Linked DNA regions of Bicyclus anynana: region 1 is linked to region 2. A link is a contact called in public Hi-C data. All regions are on one chromosome and are shown on one strand. The core of a region is the stretch at or near the end of the contact, and the rest is flanking DNA. Distances in the headings are between cores, read along the strand shown.

What was found. A called contact is a pair of places that touch in the nucleus more often than the background predicts.
Region 1: a Hi-C map of whole larva shows a contact between it and region 2, with 5 times the contacts expected there. The contact joins two enhancer-like sites. A contact is called at or near these places in 2 of 2 Hi-C or Micro-C datasets (whole body and whole larva).

What each region holds. Positions count from the first base shown.
Region 1 is chr13:9,712,972-9,719,074 of ilBicAnyn1.1, forward strand. The region is part of intron 1 of LOC112048022 (gustatory and odorant receptor 22); the gene reads right to left. Among protein-coding and RNA genes, the nearest start is that of LOC112048022, 49 kb to the right of the region's middle. Within about 2 kb of position 3,175, at least 7 of the 8 cell types and tissues checked have open chromatin away from gene starts, as enhancers often do.
Region 2 is chr13:9,563,934-9,570,775 of ilBicAnyn1.1, forward strand. No RefSeq gene overlaps it. Among protein-coding and RNA genes, the nearest start is that of LOC128198645, 28 kb to the left of the region's middle. Within about 2 kb of position 3,643, at least 1 of the 8 cell types and tissues checked has open chromatin away from gene starts, as enhancers often do.

The sequences.
Region 1 (6,103 bases), core at 1,925-4,424, 150 kb after region 2:
GTTAGTTGGTATTTGGAAAGGTTTTTATTTAATTTTATGTTTTGCTGATAATAATGTTATTACAAAAATCTCAATTGTGATTTATAGGTTAGGTAAAAAACGAAAGTGCTTTTAAATTGTTAAGTGGCTACAGTAAAAAGTCTAGAAGCTAAGAATTATTTGTTTTGTTTAAAATTTATAATATATATGTTGGTTATATTTGAATGAATGAATATTATTATTATATTTGTTTCTAAAGAAGAAGAACTTCATTTACTTTGACATTTTACATATGAAGACTTTTGGTTGACTAGTTAAGAATACTACATTTAAAAAAATCTGTTTGTCATAATATTAAAGGATTAATAATATGTTAAACAAAGTCTAAATACAGTTTTTATACATAGATAAAAAATATTACCTTTTATTTTAGGTTAAACACCCAACTGACCCACTGTGACCTGAAAACTGACTCACTGTATACACTATATAGGACACAGTGGATCAAAAGCCATTTTAAAAAAAAATATATATTTTTCAAAAACTATTAAGTATAATACATATATTTGTATACCGAAACGCAGCCAATTAGTCTACCTTTCTTCCACTAAAGTTTGACATCGATAGCTTTTATGGTTTTTGAGATATATGACTCGGAAAAAAGGGTGACCCACTGTTCCCACAATCACCCTACTATATAAGTATACTTAAATGGGTTAATCCAAAAATTAAATGTGTAAATACAAATAATTAACGTGATGAAACCTGCACTAGTATAAACCGTGTCGCAACTTTCATCGCTCTTCCCTCATTCTAGATGATTACACCATAAATAATGTCTGTCAAGTCCTTTAGAGTCAAAGGAATGCTATATAGGTACGCAAAATCAATTGATATTGATATCGAAGTTAAAAAAAAGGAATTTTTTAAATCGGTCCAGGCGTCTTTGAGTAATCGGTGTACATACATAAAAAAAAAATACCGACCGAATTGAGAACCTCCTCCTTTTTGAAGTCGGTTAAAAAAGACCTTACATTAAAATGAAAAATCTGTGATAAATAATAAAGATCTCTTATAAAAAGGTAGGTAAATAAATAACTCATTTCCATCTCAAAGACATCCCGTAACTGTAACTAGCGCCTAAAACCTAAGCCTAAATTCATGTCAAGGGTTAGTTCTTTCTAAACAAAACCTCACGAATAGGGTAGTTGACTCATATCAAAAATATAAACATTATGAATTTCGTATAGTAGGTACATGGAATAAGGGTCCGAAATATATCGATATCAATTAGTGTGTGAGTGAACTTCTTTAAAAGAAAAATAAATTTAAACGCAAAGTATTTATGTTACACTAGCAGACTTCACGCGGTTTCACTCACGTAGATCCCGTTCCCGTAGGAATACGAGAATAAAATATAGCCTATTGCACCCGGGGATAGTGTACTTTGTAGCTTCCTAATAGTGAAAGATTTTTTAAAATCGGTGTAGTAGTTTATGAGCCTATTAAAATCAAACAAATAAACAAACAATCAAATCTGTTCTCTTTAGCATATTAAAATAGACAACTAATTAAAAAAAAATAAGTATCAAATGGCACTCATATATAATAACTAGCTGACGCCGCGCGGTTTTACCCGCGTGGTTCCGGTTCCCGTAGGAATATGGGGATAATATATAGCCTATAGCCTTCCTCGATAAATGGGCTATCTAACACTGAAATAATTTTGCAAATCGGACCAGTAGTTCCTGAGATTCAAGTGAGAGTAGCGCGTTCAATCAAACAAACAAACAAACTCTTCAGCTTTATAATATTAGTATAGATAGCGGACGCCCGCAACTTCTTCCGTGCGTTCAGATTTTCACAAATCCCATGGGAACCATCGATTTTTCCGGGATGGAAAGTAGCATATGTGTTAATCCAGAGTAAAATCTATTTCCATTCCATATTTCACCCAAATCGCTCCTGTTGCCGCAGCGTAAAAGAGGAACAAACATATACCTACTTACACACTGTTATTAGCAGACGCCCGAAACTTCGTCAGCCCTTAGACCTCATTAATCCGGCCCTGTCGCAAAATCTGTGAAATAAGACAAGTACGTAAACTACGAATAAGTATATATTTACTATTTTTGTATATAATAGAGGAAGGAAATTGCACATACTCGTAATACATGTCCAACATTTACGTAGAGTGTAACCTGTAATTTGCCGGACAGTTGAGGGTAATTTTGCATGTCATTTCGCATGCGCGCGCGCATTGGTGCAGGCGAGGGGGCGGCGCTGCTATGGCGGCATTAGATGAACCGCACGCAAATCGTTCAACTTGACAGTTAAATTGGATGATTACGTAAAATAAAATGTAAAATGAACTAAAAAATAACAAAACTGAAAATGCGACGCGAAAACGAGATACGTCAACTTTAGATAGCTTGAACGATTTGTATGATTTTTCATTTTTTTTCTCTGCTTCGAATAGCAGCAATTATGTAAAAAATGTATGAAGAAAATATTTTTCATAACTTTTTTTGCAAATCAACTTGATTGAAAAAAAGTTGTATAAAAAAAGCTCAGCTACAAAGGTATGGAGTTAAAAAGGAATGAAAGTTTACACCGATTTTCTCTATTAATAGGTACTTACTTATTTTTAGAAAAGATTTAATTGTTTGTAAGTTTGCATTGAATATGCTTTGAAACAACTGGACTAATTTGAGAAATTCTTTCACCAGTGTACCTAAACCAATAAAATTTAATCTTGTCAGCAAATCGTGTCAAAATTTTTAATTCAAGTTTTAGGTATCTCATTTATGAAAAAAATCATTAATTGGTTATAACTCATGATTAATTTCAAAAGTCCTGTAGCAAATATGGCTCATTTTATAACTGCCACAGAATAACATTATTTTGTAATTATGTTCTGTTGCAGACAAGAGGAATTAATTTTTCAATATTCGTTATTCATTTATATAAGTATTCATATTATTAAACAGACCGTTTGTTCTGTTATGTTTCTAGTGGCGCCCCCAATCCAGCCAGTTTTATTTACATTTTATTTAACTCTGAACAGGCTTGGTATGTAAGCGACATCTAGCGGCGAGTAGTAGAACTTTTATAATAACGTCCGTCCTGCCATCTGCTATCATAGAATGGAAGTTCTTGTTGTTGGTGGTTACTTTTACTTTTGAAACTAACCTCCAAGGTGAATGAATGTAAAGTTGCATAGAAAATTTCTGATTTATGGTTAGATGGCGCTCCCCATGGCGGATTATATTAAAGTTCATTTTTTACATAAGTATTTTTGGTTCAGCTTTTTTCATAGATAAAAAACGATTTTTTGACGCTTAAAATGAAATTATTAATTTTCATGAATACTTCATGTAATGATTCTTGTAGCCTTTCTTTTGATTTGATTTATTAGTTTGTACGGTACGTACAGTACATAGGTACGTATATCTACAAATCCATACTTGTAGGTAAGTCTGGTATGGGTCAAATCTCGGAAGCTTAATTTTAGCCACTTCCTAGAAATTAAAAATTTCAATATTTATCTGATCAATGTCAAATCTGAAAAGTTCTGATGACATAACTTTGAAATGATGGAAATTACTTGGTGCACCTGCCAGGTACCTCCTTCTGATCCTCTTCAATGATTTGTAAGTATTAGTTGAGAAAGTTATGAACATAAACTTCATTACACTCCAGAAATAGTAGGTAAGTATACATAGAAGCAAAAATGCCTACCTTAATATACCTACCTCATTATGTATACCATACACATAATGAATTCTCTGGGTAGGCATTTTTGCTTCTATGCACACCCACTCTTTTGGGGTGATTGTGCAGAAGTAATTTGCCATTTTGTACAATTTCTAAGTACATAAATAATTCTTACCCCAGTAAAAGGTGTTGTGCACACCACTGCACGCTACTAGGTATTCCAAAGGAAAAAGTTAGTCTGTTTCAATATCAGCGACATAATATACCTACTGAATCGTTAGTAACGCCGCAAATGAATAGTTTTAAATAATATTTAAAAAATACATTTTGCAGATACATTAAATCCTACATTAACTTTTAAACATTGTAATCCGGATAAATCCACGGCTCCTGTGGGATTTGTAAATAGCTTTTACGGAAACGAAGTCGCAGGTTAGTAGATTATAGGTAATAAATGCACGTGTCAACTGAAAGTACCAATAATCCTTCACGTGCATTAGCTGTAAGCTCCAATGCTGACCTTCCTACATACTTAACAACAAAACTACAATTTTGAAACACTCCAACTTGCACTTTGGCCGGGCAACTTTTAAGTGCAAGCTGAGAACAATATAAACTCGACCGGCGACTTTTGTTAAATGCGCTCTGAGAGCTTGTTAATGTGGAAGTACCAGTCACTAAACTAAGGTAAGATTTATCGTAGGTATAGGGTATAAAGTAGTTGACACCAGAACAAAAAAAACGAAGTAGCCTTTTAAGTTAGAAGTTTTTTTTTTTTATTTTCATTACCAATTTAGTTTTATTGAATGAAACTAAAGATACAATAGTAAAAATTATAATAATAAGTTATTGTTAGTTTTGTTCTGCTGTTGTCTCAAGGGTCATAGTCAAGGATACAGAAGGCAATCAATCATGAGTACATACACGCCATAGTACAGCTTTCCGATTCGATATGGATTTAACGATAAGCCTTATATTAACGGCAAAACATCAACATACGTAACTTCCCACAAATCTTCGAAAGAAATAATAAAGACGACTCATGGTCTTCAAACTCTAAAAATTCCAAAATTGACCCTAACCAGGAATCGAACTATATACCCCAGCTGTAAAGCAACGCTAAAAACTGCGTCATAGAGGTGGTCAATATGCTAACAATTTTATACGCTAATATTAATAGCATTATCAGATCGGCCAGCATCCGTAAAATTGTGTAACGTGCAACGCATGGCATTTTGAACTTTATTACTACAATATTAGAGTCGTTTGTTCTTTACCAGTATAATGACATGGTAGCTCGTGTAGTCAAGTGAGGACATGGACCGGAGATACCTGGGATAATTGAATTTCTTTGCGACGAGATGAATCTGCCCACCACGTGTTCAGTGATGCGCTAAACTTGCTGTCTAACACAATTAGCTTGCTTAGCCGCATCGATTAAACAAACTTGACTTTGAAATATACGAGTACAGCTGAAGGAGATTTTGGAGTATTATTATGATTTTTTTTAAATTCTTTACAAGTTAACCCTTGACTAGAATCTCACCTGATGGTGGACCCTTGACTAGAATCTCACCTGATGGACAATCTAAGATGGAAGTGGAATAACTTTCACACCCCTTTCGGTTTCTACACGATGTTTTCCTTCACCGTTTGAGACACGTGATATTTAATTACTTAAAATGCACACAACTGCTAAGTTGGAGGTGCATGCCCCGGATCGGATTCGAACCCACACTTTCCGGAATCGGAGGCAGAGGTTTATCCACTGGGCTATCACGGCCTTTTCTTTGTACGAATTAACAGAGCAGAATTTTTATATTACTAACATATAAATGGGCTGGTCCATGCAAAAATTGATCTATCTCGCTTTACAGAAACAGCATTTGAAAATGGTCGCTAATACGACGGAGATTCCGCTCGCTAGTAGGGAATTTATTCACAGACTAATGTTACTTGAGGTATTTGAAGTTGTAGAGAAATTGTCGACCATTTTCTCCCAATAATATTATGTGGATTCAGATAAAATGGTACTACGATTTTTCACATGTAAAAGTAAAAAATAAGTTTTATCTGATAGATAAATCCCTCATTTATTACCATTCCCCTCTATTCTGAGAGGAGACAAGCTCAACAGCCGAATATGGGTTGCTATATTTTTATTTTACGAGTAGGTATAGGTCCATGCTTCAGTCTAATCTAAGCTGCTTCATGGATTTCAACATTAAATTAGGATTTGTGAAAGTAACATTAATTGCATTAATTTCCTGATTTCTGAATACTTTTCAACCATGGGTTTTTTTCAATTGTTCTGCTTCTGCTAAAAGTACCTAAATAAAATCTTAATTTCGTCTAAGTCAACTGGCGTATGTCAAAGATAATGAATTAGCCTGCTGGTCGAGGTGAC
Region 2 (6,842 bases), core at 2,393-4,892:
CGCTTGGCGGTACGTCTTTGTCAGTAGGGTGGTAACTAGCCACGGCCAAAGCCACCCACCAGCCAGACCTGGACCAATAAAGAAAACCTCAATCGGCCCAGCTGGGAATCGAACCCAGGATCTCCGTCTTGTAAATCCACCGCGCACACCACTGCGCCAAGGAGGCCATCAAAAACGGTTTGTCAATTATTCTAAATTCAAACTACTAGACTAAGAAAGAGCCGTGAGTGACCTCTGTAGGTTTGAATCAGGTCTGGGCACGCATCTTCTTTTCAGTTAGGTGCATTAAAAAAAAATATCACGTGTTTCAAACGATGAAGGAAAAACATCGTGAGGAAACCTGCATACTGGAGAATTTTCTTAATTCTCCACGTGTGTGAAGACTGCCAATTCGCATTGAGCTGCGTGGTGGACTACTATACTAGCGTAACCCTTTTCATCTTCAAAAAGGAGAATCGTGCTCAACAGTGAGCCGAATATGGGTTGTTAATGATAATGATTAGACTAAATAGGAAATTGACAAAGATGTTCGGACGCAGTTAAAATGTTTTAATGTATTTTTATTGTGATGTAAGTACTTAACATAAAAGAAAATGGTTTTGAACTAGCGAACGCCCGCGACTTCATCCGCGTGGAATTATGTTTTTTACAAATCCCTCGGGAATCATGGATTTTTCCGGGATGTTGAAAAGTAGCCTATGTGTTATCCAGAGTAAAATCTATTTCCATTCCAAGTTTCAACCAAATCGGTTCAGTAGTTGCGGCGTTAAAGAGTAACACAATTTGTATTAAATAATCCACCTTACAATTCAGAATGTACAGAGCAATGCTATTTGGCAGCAAACACACCATTCTTGGTGTGGAAAGTACCTACTTCCTTCTTAGTTCTGTCACAAAAAGCTATTCTCCTACTTACCTACTACAAAGATTTTAAAATCTTCTCGTAATATGAAAGATTTTCATCTACTCCCTCAAAGTAGTTGTATAGCAATTTTAAATAATAAAAAATTAAAAATGGATTTTATTGTATTGATTTTATGTACGTATCAGATTTAATTCTGAATAGGTAGTTCTTGAATAAAATATACATATTTTGGTTCTACTCATTTTTTATATTAACTTTTACATTAAACTTGTATACACTATTCATAAAATATTATAACTTATGAACAGTTTCAGATCGCCATCTATGGGACTACTTTGACAACTGTCCATAAAAATCCGTGTAAATATTGATCTATAGATTATCTACACGTATTTAAATAATTCATTAGGTGTGCCTAAGCTTAAAAATTATCTATTTGATGCTTTAAAATCAGTTTTGTTTCTTATAAAAAGAAAGATTTAGGTTAAGATCGAAATGTTGTTTTGCTACTCGTCGCTAGATGGCCATAATAGTTACTTAGACTAATGTATGGAAATTACAAAATAAATGAATGTTTTAAATTATCTAAAAACTTATGTTTGAAAGAAAGTTCATAAGGATACATTAACTGTATAAAACTCAAATTTTATTTATTTGTATTATTTTATAAAATAAAGTTTCTAATAGATACTTACTTTGGCAGTTTAACAGGCGTTCAGGGAAAGTTCCAGAAAATGAGTTTCGCATTGTACCTATAGGTATTTTAAAATCCAAAAATTCTAAATTTTTGATTATGGTCCAATTAGTTAATCCAATTCGTAAGTGAAATGAACATGAGGACTTTTCTGCAGGTTATATGTGACGTTGTCTTGGATCCGATTTTCGTGGAGAATTGCAAATAAAAACAATTTTTTCCTACAAAAAATATAAGAAGAAACCAAAGCTACCCACACCCCTCAACGGCTCGCAAAGCTAAAGTGGCACAGGGCGGGCATGTTTGAGCCGATGGACGTTGGTCCCAAAGTACTGGAATGGCGACCTGGTGGTCGACCCCCCATCCGCAGGTGGACCTCAAGCGAATTGCAGGGATCCGCTGGATGCAGACGGCTCGAAACCGCCAATATTCATTAGTGGACGTCTTTATCAGTGGCGTAGCGTGCCTTAGAGATGCCCTGTATCAAAATTAGTTGGAGGCCCAAATAAAAGATAAATTTCTCACAATGCTCGTTTAAAATAAATATGAAATGACTTAACCTATGTAGGATGTTTCCAACTTTTGGGCGCACGCTTAATCAGGGAAAAAGAGAGATTGTGGATTACCTACATTTTAGTAGGTAATTTTTGAACCAGCTAATATTATAAAGCTGAAGAGTTTGTTGGTTTGTTTGTGTCTTTGGTCCGATTCAAAAAAATCTTTTACTGTTAGATAGCCCATTTATCGAGGAAGGTTATAGGCTATATATTATCACCGTATTCCTAAGAGAACGGGAACCACGCGGGTGAAACCGCGCGGCGTCAGCTTGTCTTTGATATGGTTGATACGGCGGTGGATACGCCCCTGGTCTTTAAAAATATTGATGATTATAATGTATATGTTATAAAAATTTGTAAGATAAATCGATCCGTTATTAAACATGAAGACTGAACAGTAACACAATACCATATTAAACAAAACACTTAATTTGACGGCGTTCCCAACGAGCGGCTTAAACGTTTAGGATTTATGGCTTACGTACCGACAGCGGTTGAATTAGCGGTGGAGCGGGTCTTTGATCTCTCACCACAAGATTATAAACCGTTCGTTAGTTGAGGAGTGTTATTAAATCTCAAACTCCTAGGCGCCACCGGATATGGGAATTTCAAAACAAATTGGCGAGTTCGCAGACAGATTCGGAGATTTCTCGGAACTTTTTTCACGTTTTTCCTTTTCAGCGGTGGTCTGGTTCCACGAAGCACGGTTCATTGATAAAGTCTTATGAATTGGCACCGGTGGACCTACTTCTGTTGCTATTGTAAGCCTTTACTGTACTTCATATGTTTCAAGCATTTATATTACGGGGTTTCAAAACTAATTATAGCTATTTTCAGGTTATGTTACTTTGATTTACTGAATTAATAAACATTTTGAATTTATGAGCTTTTAAGTATTACTACGCGTTCCTACGACTATAATATTACATAGGAAACTAGTATGTAATCATCTTTATGAAATCTATAAGTAGTTTATTGGGATTTAAGGTAATCAATTATTATGAATTTCATATCAATCCAGTTACGATCCACTATGTTTTAGAAAACCCTATATTTAATAGCGTTAAATGTTTCAATTAGTTCGTTAACTACGTTTTTTATAATTATTATTCTTCTATTTAATTTAATGAGATACCTATTATAGTAGAACTTAGTAGACGTACCGACATTTACTTACAAAAAAAAACTATCAAGCAAGTAAATAGACAAACTTCCGCACACATAAAAATAAACTCATATCTCATTATTTTTATAATCTTCACAGCTTAAGCTTTTTTTTTATTTACTGTTACAAGATGTTTAATCTCGCTCAACATAAATGGGGCATGCCAACCAAATATCCCCGCAAAGTGCGGTCCATCAAAGCCATAATCCACGCAAGATCGCAGTCCAGATAACACGGGTATAGCTAAACCTTCCAGTTTGCAAAACTAACCACTTTGTTTTACAGATTAGCATCTGCGCTAAACACTCAATGGGCGTAACTGTACCTTATTCGAGTATTAACTATTTAACTAAACAGTTTCCGAATGTCTCCATCTCAACAATATACAAAAGTACAGTCGAATGCGAATGTGCCTATCTGGTACAATACGTGTTAATCCGTTAAAGTAGCCGACTGCGAATAATCATTTTTACAATAATTGTTACAGCCAAACAAAGTGCTGGGTTTCTTTTATGTGGGACACAAAGGGTTTGTAATGTACACTCAGCGTCAGATATGTTGTGTTAACTTTCTATTTACCTATCTATTCCTAATTATTGAGGTAATTTTGTGATTTTGCATTTAATGTAGAAACACTTTTCTTTCGAGTGTCAAGTAAAGCAAGATTTTAAAATAATTTACAACGTGTTAACCTCTTGCATAAATGACGCGTGTCCAAGAGAGCAAGGTATCTTATGCATAAATGTCTTAGAATCATAATGAAAAAACGTAAAATATATTTACTAACTATATTACCTGCATTTTTTGGAGACTTTCCAAACATATTATGAAATATCATTGTAATCGATACTTATTTTACATCAGTTCAAAATTTATAGATTAGCGGGCTTAAATTGACTGTCTTTGTATTGGTTTTTTTCTATCATTTATTTATGTCCTTTTTTTTGAATGTTAACAATGTCAATACAAAAAACAATACACTATTAAAAATTTATAAAAAATAGTTTTTATTAATATTATTATATTAGCGGCTGACTGTACTCGTACTTGTATATTGTTGTCAGCAAACGACATTACACTGGACTTGTAACGCCTTGACGCGTCCGAGGAGGCACATAATGTGCGCGGTGATGCAAATGAACAATTAGATGATTCATTGACGTCTTTCTTGCGTTTTGGGCCGCCATGTCCGGTAGGTAGGTACGCTTTCGTATTACATTTAAATTTTTATAAATATTATGTTTATGATGGTATATTTATTAACTTGTGGACACGCAAAACTTGGTATAAATATGTGAGCTTTTGCATAGATTTTTCAATAATTACCACTAAAATTCAGACATGAAAAAATAACGTGATACATTTTCCTAATGTAAAGAGAGACATTACAATTCAAAGTGGTATGAAAAATTAACGTGAAAATTTTTCATGACTGAATTTTCGTTGTAATTTTTGCAACATCTATGCAAAAGCCCACATATTTATTTATAGTAGGTACCTATAAATAAATATGTAATAGGCGCACGATTTTTATATAAAAATTTAGAGCAATCTGTTTATTTTTTCAATTAATTTATAACATGTATTTTATGTTTTTTGTTTAAGTCTTTTTTTATAATTTATGCACTAAGTTAAACATCCGATTTGCTTAAGTTTTTAAAGCCTTAAAAGAATTTAAGATTTCATCCATAAACATATTTGTGCTAATTGAACATAAATCTATGTCCATATTTGGCAATGTACCATCGGCCTGACAACAGGGAGCATCCCGAACTGGCATGTATAATAATAACAATACGCGTCCAACATTCCGCACGCGAAGTAACACCATATCCTTGGGAATGTAGCGCTCTCTCAACGAAATATTTCAAAACTCGATCACTATCTCGACGACTACGCAGCGAGTTATTGAATAAGACGTGAAAAATGATGAGCGCGGCCCAAAGGGCTGCCGACGATTGGTCGTCTCGTTTTTTTAAGCGCATTTTCAGCCGGCGAAAAGGGATAGCAAATTTGGGGGAACAAAGGCGGTCTGATGTGACAGAAGTGTTCGTACCTTCGCCCGATCGGTGAGGTCTGAACCAGCGGGGGACCATTCGACTTGCGAGTCCTCCTCGCCCACGGCGCGATATCTCACGGTTTTGTTGTCACGTAATTACCTAATTTATTGCACACTGCAACTGTAGTCGAGTGATAACTTGCCTAGCCGTGGCAGCGCAGTGGGATCCTTTGGGGGGCGGTGTGTTTGCTGACCGAAGGAGGTCTTCTTGAAATTGAGACATTAGCGGCGTTTGCTTTGTGAACTGCAAAGAGTCGAAAGTTTTATTAGTTATTTGAAAACGACGCACTAATGTGCAACAATATTTTTTTTTATTCAATAATTGAATGTGATCTTACTTATGGCAAGTAATAATGAAATTATATGAATTATAAGTACTTTTATAATTTAGGGTACAGTTATATACTTAATTTGTTCCTATAAACCAATACTAAATCGTGCAGAGGGTGAAAACCGCGCACGAAGTCTACTAAACTCTCAGACCAATTATGGAGGGACCGGGTATCGCACCCAAATTCACCGATAAAATTGTCTGTCATTTTCGGAGGAAAACGAGCTTAGATTTGGTATATATCTTATACTAAACTAGTAGTTTTAACCCGTTTTTTACACCATTCAACTACACAAAAAAGTATTGTTACGGAGCTCTTTAACCGACAAATACGTAATACAACTATGAAACATCGATACTATAGAGACAGTTTTTATAATTGCATTAGATCGTTGATCATATACTTTGACAGAAAAGTAACGTCTAGCGAGGCAGGTCTTATACAATTTGTTCTGAGACTAAATCCAATTTATATATTTTTTACACTTCCTAAACACACAACTTGACATTGTAGACAATATTTAGGTAATATGTGTATAAACAACTTTCGTTGATTAATAAGCGACTAAATGAAATTAAGACAATTTGTCCGCCTCAGTTTTTATACGCTAGTGCCCTATGTCTAGTATATCACCGACTAAACCACTATACTTTAGTTGATTTTAGAAAATTTAAAATCCACAAACTGACCCAATCAAAGAGTCAAATTTAAAACCTCCCAAGTATACTAACTACGTCAAAGTAATCGTTATTTGTATAAAATATTTCCTTTGTTAACTAATGCGAAAGTAACTGTAAAAATTACGAACGTTGATAATAACGACAGTTAAAATAATGATATTAACTGACCAAATTAGCTAGAGGTGACCAAAAGAAGGTCGCCCTGAGAACGGCTAACAAAAGCCTTAATGTAAATGAGCCACTCATTTGGAAAATTCGTTTCGCTAAATGTTAATGAGCTCAGAGTAAGTTCTCGAGTTAACAAATCGTTACACAAATTTAATCTGGATTATTTTCTAATTGCCACTTGTTACATTTTAATATTTAATTATTATTTTGCTTTGTGCAGTTTTTGTTAGTTTAATTAGGTGACACAAATCTTATTCATTAATTAATTATGCAGCTGCAACGTTAAATTTGTATAAATGGTAGCTTTTTTTCATAATGATAT